2 separate regions of the Neogale vison genome follow, and region 2 is linked to region 1. Evidence: chromatin contacts called from public Hi-C data. All regions are on one chromosome and are shown on one strand. Each heading gives the region's core, a stretch centred on a gene start, on an enhancer-like site or on the middle of the called end of the contact. The rest is flanking DNA. Distances are from core to core; before and after follow the strand shown.

Region 1 (4,252 bases), core at 1,687-4,186:
TGCTCTCAATATCAACTGAATTTTCTTTCATTTTTAAAAATTTGAGAGAGACCATGTGTGGGATAGCACAGACAGGGTGAGGGGGGCTGAGGGAGAAGGGCAAGCTGACTCCCCACTTAGCAGGAGCCCAACTTGGGGCAAGATCCCAGGACCCTGGGATGACAACCTAAGCCAATGGCAGGTGCTTAACCAACTGAGCGACCCAGGCGCCCCATGAATTTTCTTAGTGTACCAAACTCCTCCCTGCAGCCATATGTAACAATAACTATGTTAATACTTTTTATAATTGATGCTTAGATGCACATTCAACATCTCTGAAATCAGGATACATCTTAAGATTGCTGTTGGCCAACTGTTCATGTGTAGACTGGGTCCTAGCAGTTCATGTCACCATCACTTCCTTTGAGCTCTACATCTGTTGTCTTTGATTGCCATTTAATGACTCTTCGAAGAGATTACCCTGTAATTAGCATTGAAATGAAAAGTTTTAATGTGCACAGAGGCAGGGAAATACAGCAGTATATGACAAAGGATATAAATATGTGTAAGTCAGTTTAAAAGAGCTCCTTCAGTAAATATACATAACAAATCTAAGCAATAAGAAACCACTGGTTTTAATTTTAGGGTTTTTTTTTCTTAATTCTTAATTTCTCAATTCTCCTAATTTCTTTTTTTTAAAGTGAGTTTTCTTTTTTTTTAAATTTTTTAGGATTTTTCATTTATTTGATAGAGAGAGAGATCACAAGTAGGAAGAGAGGCAGACAGAGAGAGGGGGAGAAGTAGGCTCCCCACTGAGCAGAGAGCCCGATTTGGGGCTCGATCCCAGAACCCTGAATCATGACCTGAGCGGAAGGCAGAGGCTTTAACCCACTGAGCCACCCAGGTGCCCCAATTCTCCTAATTTCTTAACTGTTTTCTTAATTTTTATATATGTCACATAAAATAATGGTTTGTTTCGCAATTGCAGCTTAGATTTGATAGAATATGGTAATGATAGTAGCTGCTAATATTTACTAAAGGCACAGTTTCTAAGTGCTTTTTATTTCACCCGACACATTTGTACATGTGGTAGTCTCTGTGATCTGGGATGACATTCTTTCTTTCTGGAAAACTCACTATTTTGGGGGCACTGGGGTGGCTCAGTCTGTTGAGCATGGGACTTGATTTCTGTTCAGGTCATGATCTCAGAGTTCTGAGATCAAGCCAGGTGTCTGGCTCCACACTGGGCATGGAGAGTGCTTGGGATTCTCTCCCTCTTCCTCTGGCCCTCCTCCAGTACCCCCACCCCCCAACTCTAGCTCTCTCTCTCTCAAAATATATATTTTTAAAAATCTCTATTTTTAAAAAAAAGACTTTATTTATTTGACAGATCACAAGTAGGCAGAGAGGCAGGCAAAGAGAGAGGAGGAAGCAGGCTCCCCAGTGAGAAGGGAGCCGAATGCGGGGCTCGATCCCAAGACGGTGAGATCATGACCTGAGTTGAAGGCAGAGGCTTTAACCCACTTGAGCCACCCAGGCGACCCCAAAATCACTATTTTTAAAGCTAGAGCAAAAATCGTTTCTTCAGTACTTCTATGAGGCCCTGCAGGGATGGAAAACTTTTCTTCCCTTCTAGTTTCTCTGGCTGGTCTAATAATTAGAAGACAGAACAAGAGGGAAAAAAAAAACCAAACAAACCCAAAACCATTTCTTTAGGTACAAGAGCCCCGAAGTCATGAGGCCCAAAGACAGGCACTTGAGGCTTCTACGCCACCCTGAGCTCGGGAAAAGAGGAAGAGGTGTGCCTCTTCCGAAAGTGGAGAAAGACAATTCACAGAAAGATAAGAGCAAATGTTTGGTGAACAAACGTTTGCCGGACTCTGTAGATGAGGTGTTGATAAAACATTACCTTTGGTATTAGCGTTCTCTGGCAACAGGCCCTCTAAATTCTTTCAGGAAGTTACGCGGAAGGTGAACAGCTCTTCTGAGCCTGTTGCGCCCCGACTGTCTTCAGCTATAAATACTCCCCACACCAAAATGGCACATTTTGGGGTCATTATTCTGCACGCCCACCCCCTAATCCTGAGGAAGTCAGTAGTTCTGTGACTCACATTCCTGTTATCCAAGGACACTTGACCTCTGATTATGTTTGGGCGTCTCTCTTCCCAGTTACACTGTAAGGCTTTAGAGTGAAGACCGTTTTTCTGGGTGTTGAGGTGTTCTGCACCTGCCACGGTATCCCGCGTCAGCGCTTCTGAAAGACCTTAACAATGAACAGCTAAAGCTTCAGGAAGTAAAAACTCGACCGCGGGTTTCACCAACACGACTAATCCACTTCCTTCTGCCAATGTTTCTGCATCATTCCCTTCCACTGTCACTACACCTCAGTCAGGACAGCTGGCGGAGGCTCTCTGTTCATTAAGTGCCAATCAAAGTCTGAAACTTGGGTGCCTGACCCTTGACCTCAGGGCTCTTTCCTCTCTCCCGTAGCTATGGGGGTGCGGGTGGGGGAGGGCGGATTCCTTAAAAATAAATGGATTTCAAACTGGAATGAGACAGCAAAAAAAAGAATCCCATGGCAGGAGACGGGTGTCACACAGCTAAACCTTAAAGAGAGCTCAAAAAAGCTACAAGCAGCAAACAGGAATAGCCAAAAACAACGAAAATGTCCGCGGGCCCGCTCCCCCTCGTCTCTCCTCTGAAACGCCTCCCGCTGCTCCGGGTTTTGCCTCTAGCTCTGGGTCCCGCCTCTGACCTTTGCCCTGTACGTCCTCCCTCCCTTCGCTCAGCTCCGATACCAGGCTCCCGACCACTCTGAGTCCACCAGCGAACCCCCGAAGGCTGCCATTGGCTCATCTACTTCTTCAGTCCAGTCACCTCCTGCTAAAGGCCCCGCCCCCTCGCTCTGCGCCCTCATTTTCGTTCCGCCGACGCACAAGGCGTAGGAGGACAAATTCTGCTGCACCGCGGAAAGGGCAGTGGAGCAGCAGGAAGCGGCCTCTCTTTCTCGGAACTCCACTGCCTTGTGGGATAGTGGCGAGTTCCTCAGGCCCGGGCAAGTTTTCCGGATTCCTCCCCCACCGCCTCCCTCGTCGAGTACGGAAGCTGAGAGGGTACGCGGGCAGTCATGGCGGCGCACCTAAAGAAGCGGGTGTACGAGGAATTCACTAAAGTGGTTCAGGTAATTGATGGAAGGAAAGGTCCTAGGACTAGTTCGGGGAGGGGAAGATTATCCACGCTCCAGACACTTTGCCAAAACAGGCGCCGCAAACCTGGGTTGAGTGCCGACTACTTTGATAGGCTCTCCGAAACTACACTTAAGTGGGCGTGTTCGTTTGCAGCTGCTGTTGTCATTTTTAGTATGTGCAGTCTGACACTTAATAAAGTTATTAGAATAGAAAGCTCTTTACAATGTATGAAGATGTCTTATCCGTTATCTCAGTTTATTCTGGTTACGTTAGCACTTCGTTCTACAGATGTGGCTCCAAAGCTTCTGGAGGGATTGGAGGATTCAGAGTCAAATTCTGGTGGAGCTCCTCCCACCTCCTGGTCCCTCCCCCCCCCCCCAAAAGCGCCCGGGGACAAGTTGGTTGTATGCAGAACTCTAAGGGGCTGGAGGTAGAGTCTGTAGAAATCCTCAAGACCCAGCTAAAGCAGGTGAGGGTTCCAGGCTGTATAGGGGCAGAAGTTTCCATTTGTGGAACAGCTTACGTAGGAAGGAGAGCAGTTATTTCCCTCCTTTGGAGTTAAGGACAGGTGGTCTGAGCCCCTGTTAGAGCAGTGACTCTCCATGTGTCTCCTCATAGATGTTGCTTTATAAAATAGAGGTTGATCCCAAGTTATCTCCTGTGTCGCTCCTTAGACTTTTTATGCAAATCACCTGGCGATCTTGGTATAATGTAGATTATACTCAGTGGGGTGGGAGAGGTGGAGGCAATAATTTGCATTTCTGACAAGCCCCCAATTGATTCTAGTAGGTCAAAAGCATCCTTAGATCCCTAGAGTACCCCTAGGTCCTCAGACTTCTAGTGTAGCAGGATTTAGACCATCCAGCAGGAAACTTAAGTATTTCATTCATCCCTTCAGCAAGAATTTGTTGAGTGGTTACTATGTATTAGGTATAGTGAAAGGTGTTGAGCTACAAAGTCCAATACACTTTAGGGTCCTTGTTCTTTAGGAGCTCACAGCCTAGTGGGAGAGACAGAAAAGCATACCGGTGATTATAATACAGAGAGATTATTGTATTGACAAGTTTTCACTTATCTTATCACTT
Region 2 (4,237 bases), core at 1,425-3,924, 160 kb after region 1:
GAGCAGAAGGCAGTCGTCCAACCAAGTGAGCCACCCAGGCGTCCCGTGTAAAATTTTTTTAAAAAGATTTTATTTATTTATTTGACAGAGGGAGACACAGTGATAGACGGAACACAAGCAGGGGGAGTGGCAGAGGGAGAAGCAGGCTTCCTGCTGAGCAGGGGGCCCAATGCAGGGTTGGATCTCAATACACCCGGATCATGACCTGAGCTAAAGGCAGATGCTTAATGACTTGAGCCACCCAGGCTTCCCTTTAAAAAAAAATTTTTTTAAAGATTTTATTGGACAGAGAGAGATCACAAGTAGATGGAGAGGCAGGCAGAGAGAGAGAGAGGGAAGCAGGCTCCCTGCTGAGCAGAGAGTCCGATGCGGGACTCGATCCCAGGACCCTGAGATCATGACCTGAGCTGCAGGCAGCGGCTTAACCCACTGAGCCACCCAGGCGCCCCTAATTTTTTTTTTTTAAGATTTAATTTATTTATTTGACAGAGAGAGAGAGAGGGAGAGAGAAAGAGAGCACAAGTAGGGGGAGGAGCAGAGGGAGAAGCACCAGGAGCCAGCTCCATTCCAGGACCCCAAGATCTTGACCTGAGCTGAAGGCAGGCGCTTAACTGAGCCGCCCAGGAGCCCCTTAACATTTTTTTTTTTTTTTTTTTAGTAGTTTTCAAGCCCAGCATGGGGCCCAAGGATAGGCTTGAACTCTGGACGCTGAGATCAAGACTTGAGCTGATATCAAGAGTGGGATGCTTAACTGGCTGAACCACCTAGGCTCCCCAGTACTATGTAAGTTTAAAATGCACAATGAAAATTCTGGCTCAGGGGCACCTGGGTGGCTCAGTGGGTTAAAGCCTCTGGCTAGGGCTGGGGTCATGATCTCAGGGTCCTGGGATAGGGCCACATCGGGCTCTCTGCTCGGTGGGGAGCCTGCTCCCCCCCCCTACTTGTAATCTCTATCAGTCAAATAAATAAATAAAATCTTTAAAAAAAAAAGAGAAAATTCTGGTTCAAAGTAATAGATTATATAAATCATAGGCGAATTCAATCTAAATTTCAGAAATTCTTTTATTCAGTAATAGCAACTAACGTTTTTAAAATAGTTGCAGTGAATGTGCCTGGGCATTGTGCTAATCAATTACCTGGAATAGCTAGTAAAACTCTATGATGTAAGTACTGGTATCACCCCCACTTCACAGAGTTTCCAAGAAATGAAGAATCTTCTGCAATGGCATGAAGCACTTTTTTTTTTTTTTAAAGATTTTATTTATTTGACAGAGAGAGGTCACAAGTAGGCAGAGAGGCAGGCAGAGAGAGGAGGAAGCAGGTCCCCGCTGAGCAGAGAGCCCGATGTGGGGCTGGATCCCAGGACCGTGGGATCATGACCTGAGCTGAAGTCAGAGGCTTTAACCCACTGAGCCACCCAGTCACCCCCTGAAGCAGTTTTGTTAGGACCCACCTACGGCTTACTTCCAAAGCTCAGACTTCTAACCATAGTGCACCTCGAATCCCAAGTTGCACATTCTACTTTGCATGACTGATGGTTTTCTGAGATTCTTTGTGGTGCTCACTTCTGGCCCCAACGAAGTCGAACCCTGTCTTCTAACAATTGTTTACTCTTTCACCAAGTCGCTTATCCTGTCATTCCTTTTAGTGGAGTCCTAGCCCACCCTCTGACCCTGGTCCCCCTAAAAAGTCTCGTCCCATGAGATCCTCGTGCCTCAAGAGTCCCTTCCCCTCCCACCTTGGCAACCACAGCAGGAGCCTGTACCCTCATACCTTGGTCTGCCTGAAGAGTTGGTCCCTTCAGACCAAGATCTTCTACCAGGTCCCCAACTCCTCAGACAGGTGATACTAGCAAAGTCGGGCTCTCGCTCCCCAGAGTCCTCAGACTCTGTTTTCCAGCACAGCTGAGATTCTTGTACCCAGAAGACAGCAATACCCCTCACAAAGCTTCGGAGGCACTTCTCCCTACAAAGGTCCCATCCCAACCCCTAAGTAAGGGGACTTCTCTACCTTTCCCTTTCCAAACGTCTCCCAGAATCATGCTTTTTTCCCCCTATTCTTCCCTTTTTCTGCTTCTAATTCACGCTCCCCAACTTCCCCCACCACCTGGTGGCCGGGTTTCAGTTCCCGGAGCTCCCCCAAAACTTACCCAACGTCCTCTCTTCAGGAGAGTTGATATCCCAAGCGGCTCCGCGATTTACCTCTCACCTTGGTTAGCTCGGGCCCTCTAGCTAGGCCCTCCCTCCACTCGCCCCGCCCTGAAAGCGCCTTTCAGCCAGTCTGAAGCCCCGCCCCCTCCAAACCTATTGGCCACCACTCGAAAAAGTCCCGCCTCTTCAGCTTCCAGTCCTCCTCCCTGCCCCGCTTCCCTTGTTTTCATTCCCCCTGTCACACGAGGCAGTGGCAAACCCAAAGTGGGAGGGGCGAAGTAGAGGGAGGGACAGGGGGTGCGGAAAGAGGGCGGAAAGTGAAAGGCATAGAGCGCCTCTCTTTCCCCCGTCTGACTCGGTTCTCTACTGCTCCGAGCAGCCGTTGTATTGTGGGATCGCGGCGCCTTGCCGGAGACGCTCGGAACCACAGGGGAGCCCGCTCACTAGCGCCTCCTGTTGTCCGTAAGGCTACCCTACCATTCCTCGGAGCCCAACTCCCTCCACCCCCCCTCGCCTCCTCCTCCATCCTCCAGTTCAAAATGGCGGCGGCGGCAGCAGCGGCGGCCGCGATGGCTCCTCCGGGCTGCCCGGGTTCGTGCCCCAACTTCGCCGTTGTCTGCTCTTTCCTGGAGCGCTACGGGCCGCTGCTCGACCTGCCTGAGTTGCCGTTTCCCGAGCTAGAGCGAGTGCTGCAGGCGCCGCCGCCGGACGTCGGCAGTGGAGAAGGTAAGCAAGGGGCCCGAACGCCCGGCGGGAAGCGGCCCTGGCACGCTCCTTCTCTCCTCTCTCCACGGACCTCCCGGGCCTTAGCGGCTCTGTCCTCCCCCTGGGGCGCAGCTCCGCCCGGCCCGGCTTCTCCGCCCAGCCCCCAGGGTCTTGGGCAGTGGGGAGGCGGGGCACAGACCCCCTAGGGCCACTGGGCCTGGCGCGGAGCGGAGGTGGGGGCGTCGCAGGCTAGGTGTGGGCTGGGGGCGTGGAGTGGTCATTGTGCTGGTCTGCGGCCCCTGGGACTGTTCTCCGGCGGCGGTGGCCGGTCCTCCACCCCTTCTCCCCCTGGGTGGCGGGGGAAGGGGAGCGCAGGTTCCGGCCAGCTTTGCGCTTTTCTCCTCCTCCCCTCCCTTGCTCCTTCCCCTCCTCCCACCATCCTCCCCACCATCTCGGGGGAGGCTGGGCTCATCTTCTCGGGGCGCCCCTTTCTCTCCCTCCACCTGGGTGGGCGGGGGCCAGCGGACACTTCAGCTCTCCCTCCCTCTAGTGGGAACTCCCCCGAGAGAGTCGCTCTCGTCTCTCTTCCCTTCCCCTCGAGGGCTGGTTTAACCCCCAAAACTCCTTCCTCAGAGTAGGGAGGTTTGCTCCTCCCCCATGGGAGGGGGGTCCTCCTCCATTCTCGCTTTGGGGGTCGAAGTCGGTTCAGCTTCTCCAGTTTGGAGGGTAGTGGGTTAATTTTTCCTCCCCCATAGTTTTCCTCCTCCCTCTCCCCACCTCCCCCCAAATAATAGAAAAGCATCTCCCCACTTTCCTAATCCCTTCCCCCTTCATCTTGGCAGCAGGGCTTAGGGGAAGAAGTCGCCCTCCCATTTGCAGGGTGGGGTGGGGTGGTTAGTATGTAGGCTGGAGGAGGGGCTCAGACGGAGGGGGAAACAGTTGAAGAAGGTGCTTGTTGCTCATGTTTCTCTCTCTGGTGCTGCTGGTCTATTATTGGTGTTCGCAAGTGGTGCTCCTTCCACATAAGGCCACCGCGCGGGTGCAGGGCGCATGCTCTGCCCGGCCCCATTGAAACTTCCTGCTGCTGCTGCTGCTGCTGCTGGTTCTTTCGCTGGAGCATCTCAGCGCTGTGCCTGCTGCCTCCAGCCTTTACACTGATCGCGTACACTCACGCCTTATTTATTCCCGATCCATGTCTCTCGTTGTCCTGGCATATTTCTTCCTTCAGAGGAGGTTTTTTTTGTTTTGTTTTGTTTCTTTTTTTTTTTTTTTCTCCCTCCCCCGTGTTCTGAGCATTGCCTTTATATGGGAACAGCTCTTGGCTGGAGAAGAGACGTTTTCCAAATAGATGTTTTGTTTTGTTTTGTTTTTGGCCCGTATTA

What was found. Hi-C and Micro-C count contacts between places; a contact is called where the count stands out from the background.
Region 2: a Hi-C map of fibroblasts shows a contact between it and region 1, with 5 times the contacts expected there. The contact joins the promoter of RSF1 here to the promoter of INTS4 in region 1. A contact is called at or near these places in 2 of 3 Hi-C or Micro-C datasets (fibroblasts and muscle).

What each region holds. Positions count from the first base shown.
Region 1 is chr7:145,738,502-145,742,753 of ASM_NN_V1, forward strand. INTS4 (integrator complex subunit 4) reads left to right here and starts at 2,937. Exons shown (of 23, transcript XM_044258455.1): 1 at 2,937-3,160. The coding sequence starts at 3,107. LOC122912549 (a long non-coding RNA gene) reads right to left here and starts at 2,681. Exons shown (of 2, transcript XR_006385655.1): 1 at 1,889-2,681; 2 at 1-460.
Region 2 is chr7:145,902,042-145,906,278 of ASM_NN_V1, forward strand. RSF1 (remodeling and spacing factor 1) reads left to right here and starts at 2,675. Exons shown (of 16, transcript XM_044258458.1): 1 at 2,675-2,876. The coding sequence starts at 2,690. It overlaps AAMDC (mth938 domain-containing protein), which reads right to left and starts at 2,255. Exons shown (of 4, transcript XM_044258456.1): 1 at 2,150-2,255.